3 separate regions of the Sus scrofa genome follow, and regions 1 and 2 are each linked to region 3. The links are chromatin contacts, called in public HiChIP or PLAC-seq maps. All regions are on one chromosome and are shown on one strand. The core of a region is the stretch at or near the end of the contact, and the rest is flanking DNA. Distances in the headings are between cores, read along the strand shown. Region 1 holds the start of LOC110257389 (basic proline-rich protein-like). Region 2 holds the start of C17H20orf194. Region 3 holds the start of C17H20orf27 (UPF0687 protein C20orf27 homolog).

Evidence for each region. HiChIP or PLAC-seq counts read pairs in DNA pulled down with a chosen protein or histone mark.
Region 1: an H3K27ac HiChIP or PLAC-seq map of alveolar macrophages shows a contact between it and region 3. The contact joins the promoter of LOC110257389 here to the promoter of C17H20orf27 in region 3. A contact is called at or near these places in 1 of 5 promoter capture datasets (fetal liver), 1 of 47 Hi-C or Micro-C datasets (embryonic fibroblasts) and 1 of 2 datasets of contacts at active chromatin or transcription factors (alveolar macrophages).
Region 2: a contact with region 3 is called in an H3K27ac HiChIP or PLAC-seq map of alveolar macrophages. The contact joins the promoter of C17H20orf194 here to the promoter of C17H20orf27 in region 3. A contact is called at or near these places in 1 of 47 Hi-C or Micro-C datasets (embryonic fibroblasts) and 2 of 2 datasets of contacts at active chromatin or transcription factors (alveolar macrophages and skeletal muscle).

The regions. Positions count from the first base shown.
Region 1 is chr17:31,589,911-31,592,816 of Sscrofa11.1, reverse strand. It overlaps LOC110257389 (basic proline-rich protein-like), which reads right to left and starts at 1,471. Exons shown (of 2, transcript XM_021077685.1): 1 at 1,030-1,471; 2 at 592-944. The coding sequence starts at 1,471. The coding sequence ends at 592. It also overlaps a transcript of SMOX not described here.
Region 2 is chr17:32,283,253-32,286,130 of Sscrofa11.1, reverse strand. C17H20orf194 reads right to left here and starts at 1,384. Exons shown (of 37, transcript XM_021078124.1): 1 at 1,196-1,384. The coding sequence starts at 1,278.
Region 3 is chr17:31,941,400-31,944,334 of Sscrofa11.1, reverse strand. C17H20orf27 (UPF0687 protein C20orf27 homolog) reads right to left here and starts at 1,307. Exons shown (of 6, transcript XM_021077382.1): 1 at 1,120-1,307.

The DNA of each region.
Region 1 (2,906 bases), core at 222-2,721, 350 kb after region 3:
AGTCACATCTGCAAACTATACCACAGCTCACAGCAACACTAGATCCTTAACCTACTAAGCAAGGCCAAGGATTGAACCTGGGTCCTCATGGATGCTAGTCAGATTCATTTCCACTGAGCCAAGACAAGAACTCCTTCTTCTTCTTCTTCTTCTTTTTTTTTTAAACAAATGACCCTCACACTTACAGTTGCTTTGGTTTTTATTAAAATTGAGGAGGCGGTGGGTAGTAGTACCAGGGAAAGAAGTTTTCTTCCAGAAGCCACCTCTGCTCAAAGCTATGGGCTGAGAAGGGACAGGTTCAAGCGAGTTGAAGTTTTGAGATTGAGGAGGTATGGGAGGGGGTGACTGTGGTGGGGTGCGGCAGCAGTGTTGGGAGAAAATGAGATTGGAGGTGACCCCCAGGGGAAAGAGCCCTCTGACCCCAACTGAGATCCAATGTAGGGTTTGCGAGAGTGAAGGCAGCTTTAGAGGAGGGTTCCGAGCTCTGCGGGTAAAGTGATGCCTGTGTCCTAGCTCCACCCCGGGGCCTGGCAGGCAGCTTCGGCTCCACGTTAAGCCCAAGCTCAGGGCGGGCAGGACTGCGCTGGCTGCTTATTGGGGGTGGACAGGTGGAGACGTTCGGCGGCCAGCTTGAGGCGGGGGCCGTGGGCCCAGGCGGGGAGCGCTGGGTCCGAGTCCGGAGGCGGGGAGCGCTGGGTCCGAGTCCGGAGACAGGGACAGTGGCGTTCTCCGCAAAGACGGCCTCCAGCCTCCCCGCCCCCGGCGGGCCGGGCCGGGGGGAGGAGTCCGGCGCGGCCCCGCCCCGAGGCGGAGCGGAGGCCGGGCCTGAGCGGACTGGGCGGGGTGGGCTGGGGACGCGAGGCGGAGCGGGGCCCCACACAGGCCGCGGCTGCTGGCTCGGGCCCCTAAGGTCCCAGCGGTGGCTGGAGGAGGAAGCCAGGCGGCTGAGGAGAAGGGGAGGCGGAGGAGGCCGAGGCTGGAGTGCGGCTCGCCGCAAATTCACTTCCCCGGCTCAGCAGGGAAAGGTACCGCGCGCCCGCTCCCCGACCCCCGGCTGCCGGCCCCGCTGGGGCGCAGGCTGGGGCTGCGGCTGCGGCCGCCGCGGGAGGGTGAGGGGCCCGAAGCGGTCCCGAGGCTTGGCCGGCCCGGGGCTCCGGCAGCCAGCGCGGCTCTCGGGTGGGAGGGCGAGGGTGCCCAACGTCCCCGGAGGCGGAGAGGGCGGTGGGTGCCGCGCCTCCTCCTCGCGTCGGGGGCAGCGGTGGTGGAGCCGGGTGGCTGTGGAGCCGGGTGGCTGTGGTACCGGGGCGGGGGTTGCGTGGGGGTGGGCAGGCGGGACCCGGGGGCTGAGTGCTGAGGGAGCACCCGGGGCGCCCGGCGGGCGCGTTTCCTGGGCGCAGACAAAGCCGGGCGCGGACGCCCCGCGACGTCTCAGGAGGTCCCTGGGGAGGGAAGAGAAGGCGCTGGGGGACATGGGGTCCCCCGGGCAGGGTGGGGAGCAGCTGTCCCCGAAGGGCCAACTAGGGGCTCACGGGCTGCGCTGGGGTTGGCAAGACCTGGGCTCGGAAAGGGTAGGGTGTGTTGAGTGCTCAATTTGGGGGAAGGGTTCAGAGTAGCCACTGCCCCGGGAGGGGGCTGGGGCTCTGGTTGAGCCGGTGAGGGGCCTGGCGACCCCCTCGGAGCTTGCACCAGGGAGGGGCATGGCCTGATGAGATAAGCACCTGGCTGACACCTGTGGTGAGATGTGCTTACAGGTTGGTTGCAGAGCCTGCTGGTGACGGCACATCTCGTGCCAGTCCACAGAGGGGCTGGGTAACTTCTAGTTTGGAGCAAGCAGCACCCGGCAGGTGTCTGGAGGGGTCATTGAAATGGTCAGAAATGGAGGGATGGCTAGGCCCTGTATCTGAAAGTGTGTGCAGTGAAGGCCCCCCATTTTTGCATCTTTGCTCCCCTCCCCTTTCATCTTGCTGTGGGGGCGGCGGCGGGGGGGGGTGGTCTAAGCGTCCCAGTTCCTGCCACAGGCTCATGCTTCCACTAGGGTTCCATGGTGGTCACCTCCCTGTCCCTGGTTCTTCAGTTACTTTCCCTCTCTCCAGTGTTAAAAGTGGCTGCTTTCCCCCTGGATCATTCACAATGGTGTAAGAACATGCTTTGTGCCCCCCTTCCCCATTTTACACCCCCACACCTTTTGCCTTCATCTCTCATTGGCCCTCAGCTATGATGCACTTTTCCACTTCTCTTCATAGCAAAAGTTCTCCGGAGAACTGTCTGTATCTGCAGCCCCTGTGGTTCTTCAGCTCATTTGACCTGGCTTTGGTCCCACCATTGCACTGAAACTGCCCTAGTAAAGGTCCCCTGTAATTTATACTCCCCCACCAGCAGATCTCTTTGACTTCCCTTGGTCTTGATCATTCTCTTCTGGCTTCTGGTTTTCTTCCTTAACACCAGCCTCCCTCAGCCCTTCCTTACCAGTCTTTAAGGACAACTCCTTCACTCAGCTTTAAATGTTGAGGGTCCCCAGCCTTGTCCTCAGCCCCCTCGTCTGCCCTGATTCCCTTCTATTTACATACTCTTCAAGCTGTCATTTTTCGTATAATTTTTTAATAATTTTAAAAATCAAGCATTAATTTACAAACACACAGATCTTAAATGTACATCATTTTCATTCTCATGATTTTAAGTAGCCAATTTTATCTCCAGCCCCAGCCTCTCTACCCAACCACCCTCCTGATGATTTATGGTGTCCTGGATGTCTCATAGGTATGAAAAACTTAATATGGAAGAAACAGAACCCTGACCACACTCCCCAAGCATGACCCTCCTGTGCCTTCCCATCTCAGTAAAGGGCCCATAACCCACCGTCCATTAAAGACAGGAAACCAGATGGCATCATCTCCTCCCTTTTCCTC
Region 2 (2,878 bases), core at 135-2,634, 340 kb before region 3:
AGGGACAGGATTCTAAGATTTAGTTCTTACTCTCCATGGGTTTGGTGGAGTTAAAACAAACAAACAAACAAAAAAAGATTTGCGAGCAAAATCTTAAAGATGTCTTCAATACCAAGTAACAAGGAAACGGGAAAAGACCGTTCTAACATGTCCGTTGACAATCTTCTCTCAAGGGATATTTGCTTTGCCAAGTAGCTAGAAGAGAAAAAAAGCAAACAAAACAAAGCAAACTCTCTTCTGGTTTAATGACAGTTTAGCAGAACCAGAGTCCATTTCTTTCTTCTCCCTCCCTTCCTCTCAACGGCCTCTGCCAAAACCCCTCCACACTCTGCTGGTGGCCCCAAATCAGCTCCAACACGAACAATACCCAGACTATCAAGGTCAGCCCCAAAGGCACAGGGAGCAGAAAGCAGAAACAAATTTTCCTAGATCAAAAAGGGGCGGGGACCTCCCCCATACCAAGGCACCCGGGGGCTCTACCTCGAGGCTCTGTGCCCTGGAGCTCGCCGCTTTCGGGGCTTCTGGCCATTTTCCCCTATCCATCCAATTAATTTTTATCCCTTGCGCCCCAATCTGAGCTCCCCGACGTGGAGGGAGGGAGGGTAGCGACGCAGGCGAGTTGGGGGGAAACGCGCAATGGGGAAGATGCTGTCCGTGTGGGTGTTCATAGGGGCCAGGAGGTGGGTAACTCTCTAGGGAAGGCGCAGTGAAGGTAAAAGGCTCTAAAGGAGACCTACGGTAGGGGAGCATGATAGGTAAGCTGTTTCGGGGGAAACCCATTTAGGGGTTCTATACTGGGAAGCTATTGTGAGGATACGTCTCCATAGATGGCCGTGTCTGGGGGATATAATCCCATGCGGCAGGCAAGAAGCCACTGTGGAGGTTCTCGATAACGGAATCTTTCCGGGGAAGGAGGGTGAGGAACGTTCTACGGGGGTGGGGATGTCACTGCAAGGGGGTCTTCACAGGGGAGCCGTTGTGGGGTTGTCGACAGAGGAGCCATTGTGGGAGCCTCTGCATGGGGCGCAGTTCCTTGGGAAACGTTCCCTACTCAGGGAGCCGTTTCGGGGAAAAAACGCCCGCAAGGAAGCCATGTCGGGCCACGCCCTTCGGCGGGAGGCGTCGCCAGACCCCTACAGCCCGCAACCTCCGGCACCCCCCCCCACCGCCTCTCTGCGGCCTCGGCCCCGCATACCTGACGGATGGCGACCCGCGCCCAGGGCCGCCGGGGGACCGCGCGCGGGGTAGCCCCAGCCGATGCGGGGGGTACACGTCCATGGCGACGGGCGGCGGTGGAGGAAGAGCTGGCCGCAGCGAGGGTCGCTCAGGCCCGCGGGGCGTCTCCAGGCCGGCTACGACCGGGCGGGGCGGCGGGGCGTGCCGGGTGGGTGGGGGGCGCGGCGCGCGGGGGCACGTAGGGGGCGGGGGCGGGGGCGGAGCCGGACGCGCGCGCAAGGAACGCCGATGGGGGCGTCGGGAATGGCTCAGGGTTGGGGACAGTAGCGCAGCTGCAGGGCCACGTCCTTCTTAAGCTTCGAAGCGGCGGAGCCGGACGTTGGGTGCGCGAGTCCCCAGAGTGAGAGCTAAAGCGCTGATGCTCTGTTCAGTTCTCTGGCCCGGCATCCTGGGGTGGAACTCTCAGTAGCGCCCCCAGCCACGCACACGGGCGCGCCCGGGGGCGGGGCCTAGCTCTGCTCCTCCCCGCCCTGCTCCTCTCTGTTGGTACTGCCTTCAGCAAAGCCTTCTGCTGCCGCTGCGGGGTCCCCAATACCGACGGGACCTGAGCACCTTCCCGGTGACTGGCTCGCGTACCGCGATCTCCCAGGCCGGTTCCTTGCTGCTGTTCCTCACCCGCTGCTAGTCAGTTGCGCACCCTCCCTCCTTCAAACATCTAACCATTTCCTAGCTGACCTTATGTTAGTAGTGCACGCCCAGCCTTGCGCAGATGTTGGGGTCCCAGAAAATCCCTGCCCTTTTCTCTTCTGATTCTGAGTCGACCCGTTTCCGACTGCAGGGCCTTGTGCAGAAACCTAATCCCACCGAGCCTTAGTCTTCTGTGTAGTTTACAGAGTTGCCAGACGTCCTGTATATACAAGACGTATTTAACAACTTTGTCTTGCGTCATATATTTTGTCAAATGCCGTAAATGTCCTATATTCATCTTTTTACAGTCAGTTACAAAAATGTTTGAGCTATTTTTCCGCCACAGTAATTGGCGCTTAAATCACTAGATGAAAATATTGCCTCTGCTAGTAAAAGATCTGGACAGTCGCTGTAGTGTCTCCAAGTTTAGCTGAGGGAAGACCAAAAGAAGGAACTAGAAATTAAAAGTACTTATTTTACATATTCAAGAAAGGAAAAGTCCTTTTTGGCCCACGTTCCAATGCGTGAACCAGTAACCACCATTATTTACAGATAACTTCGCGTCAATTCACAGGATCTACAAACCAGCCAATCAACGACAGCCTCACTCCAGCGGCTTCTGAAAATCAGCCAGTCAACAACAGCTTCACTCCGGTAGCTGGGCTTCTGAAAGTTCGTATATCAATGACAGCCCCGAGCTTCTGAAAGTCAGCCAATCATTGACAACTCCACGCTTCTAGGCAACAACCAATCAGCAAGTGCCTCACTCCAGTGACTAGGCTTCTGAAAGTTAACCGGTCCTCAACTGCTTTACTCCGGTGACCACACTAGCAAAGCTGAAGTCCGTCAGCTTCTGGACGCTTGTGCTTCTGAAGTTATTGCCAAATCACCGCTGGCTTCCCAAAACATAGTATAAGATCAGCTCTGGCTTTGTTAAGGGAGACTATTCCTTGCAAGTGCAAGCAGTCTAGGTATATTCATCTTTAGAGTTCAATTTGTTTTTCCGCAAATTTAA
Region 3 (2,935 bases), core at 58-2,557:
TCGGTCTCGATGTGGTTCCACTTCCTCCTCCCTCCAGCAGGCCAAAGTTGCAAAGACAAGTAAACAAGTGGAGCAGACGTGAACTGAGGAAGGGACTCTCACCATCTCACACCCTCCTGTCTCCCCAAGAAGTGCTCCCCTCCCCTCTCCTCCCAGCATTTCCTCCCCACAATCCCTCAAGGCCCCAGCTAGAGGATACTTAGACCCCTCTAGCCTCTAGACTGCCTGCCTCACCTGAAACCCAAGAGGTAGAGGCCAGACCAGGTCCTGGGGGTGACAGCTGTCCCTGACTTTCTTCAGCTCCCTGGGCAGAGAAACCTCTATCCACACTTCTCAAAGGCAAGATTCAGGAGGAAAAGCAACCCAAGGCCTCCCTTCTCAGTCTACCAGGGTCCTTGCTCACGAACAGGAACACTGGTCCAGAACCTAAAGGAACCCCTCCTGCTTTGTGACAACGGGGAGATGGTGGGGCCAAGCTCCCAGAAGCACCAGAGGGGCCTGGGGATAGGAAACTGTATCCTCTCCTGCCTCCATCCCCGTGGGTGTGGTGCCCCCATCCCTACCTCATCCTCCTCTTCTAAGTGGAGAGATGCGTCTGAACACCCCCCGCCCCCCATCACACTCTGGGGCTGTGAGGCGGCAGCTCTGTCCCTCAGAGATAATCCTGTGCCGTCCCCACCCTCACCTCTGCTGACGCAGTAGTCTCGGGAGCTTGTACTCCTGGACATCACCGTCCTCTTCCCTGAAGGTGCAGGGCCACGAGAGGTTCAGAGAGGCTACTCGTCCAAGGTCACACAGCGAGGCGGTGACAATGAGGGGGGGAATGACGGCGCTGACCCCATTAGGCTCCCGCCCCCACTGTATCACACGTGCCCCCAACAGCGCCCCACGGAAAGCACTTCAGCTTTAGCAGCTAACAGTCACCTGCGGCCCTGGAGCCTGACATCCCCCCAGATCATGTGTCAAGGAGCCCTCCCTGGCCGGGCCCCGACAACGGAGACCTCCCGCCCCAGCCCGATGAGTTCTCAGGCACAGACTACCTAGAACAGCGGCTCGCTGGGAGGGGATCTCCAGGAGCGGGGCAGAACCGGAAGGTGTCGAAAGGAGGAGCAGTCTCACCCTGCAGGGATCACCCCGACGCCGGACCAGGCCGGGCAGGGGCGACCGCGGGGGCAGAGGCAGCAGAGGCAACGGCAAAGGCGGCACCGGTGGCGGTCGCGGCGGCAGCGGGGGCTCAACGCCTAACACGAGGAGAGAGCCCCGCGCCGCCGCCGCCCTCCTCAAGGGCACGCCCCCACCTCCTCCCATTGGTCGACCTTGGGGGTGGGGCGAGGGCGCTTCGAACCAATAAGCGGGCGCCAGAGAACCGCCAACTGGCGATGCGCCTCTGCGTCACCTGCAGAAGGCCCTGCGGCTGCGCTGTACAAACCCATGCCCAAGGGCCCGGCGACTTCTCGCGATGAAGTTAGCTGGGCCGCCCGCTTTGGCTAGAGGCCAAGATGCCGCAGGGACTGGTTAAGGAAGAAGCGCCTTGAATAGGCCCTGCCCACGTTCACTTTCAGCCTCGGAGTTTGCAGTTCCCGTCTCCGCCCAACTTGGAAGGGGCTTTCTCTAGGCTCGGCTCCTTTAAGCGGCCGTAACGCGGGACTCAGAGCCAGGTCAGGCACTTGAAGATGCCTTTCTTTCTAGGCTTCCGAGCCTGCAATAGCAGTCGATTACGGACATCGCAAGGTCTGTCCCGGAGCGGAGGAACCCTTCATCCTTCCCGCTCTGCAATACACTGGTTTCTTCCGTCCCATCCCCCTGCCTCGGAGGAAGCGCACCCGCGAGGACCTGAGATGCGTCCTGGGAGCCCTGTCAGCCTGGATAAGCATCAGAACAAAGAAGGCACGCGGGGTGGGGGTTGGGAGAACCTGTGCAGGCGTCCCGGAGGACCGCAGCCTCCTGGTCTCCATGGAGGCGGTCGCCATGGCAAAGGGATGCGCCTAGGTCAGCGCCGCGGGATGGGTGGGATGTGGGCGCCTGCACAGAGCCTGGAGCGAAAACGTGGCCCTCGGACATTTAGGGGTTCTAGCCGCTGCCCCACCTGCCCGTAATTGAACAACACTCCCCCCATTTCGCTGCCTGGAACGGGGTCCATAAAGTGCCTGCGGGGAACGGACCCCCCCTTCCAACATAACTAGGCAAAAGATGATACGGGTTAGATTAGATTCCTTTCAGAAAGACCGGGGTCTGTGCCTTTGCGGAGCCCTCAAGGCTCCTACCCTCCGCTGGATCCCTGTCGCCACTAACCTATCTTCTGGTCTCTGGTCAACACCGTTGGCACATTAATCTTCCTGAGCTATTGTTTCCATCAGTCCTCCCCTGCTCTAAAATGCTCCGTGCTCTGGGACTGTTTCCAGAAGACCCTTAAACTTTTTAGCATCATTTTGGGTGATGCTCTGATGTTTGAGATGCTGCCCTCCAGCGCGGTCTTTGGGAGAATTTACACTCTCATCCACTCTTGCCAAATGCTTTCTCACTACCCAACTTCAAGGTCTAAAGTTGGCAGACAGTACCGCCCAAAGTAGGCTACAGACATGTTTTGTTTAGCCCACATGGGACTTTTAAAAATTCTAATTTTTCCTCCTCCTCTTCTTCCTCCTCTTTTGAAATATCAGAACTAACAACTTGGACTCAATTCCAGCCTGGCCCCAAAGACCATCAATTTGCCATAGTCCTTACCAGTCCCTATTTTCTCACATTTATTTTACAATCTAGGTCTAGGCAGACATTTGAATCCCCTCCTTATGTTACCTTCTCACCTGAATGCCCTTCCTACTCACCTCTCCTAGACAGAACTCACCCTCCCTTCAAACTAGATTAAGCCTTTCCTTTTATGTCTTTCTAACTAACTTCTTAAATCCATCCCTGGTAAGCATTCTCTTCTTTCTTT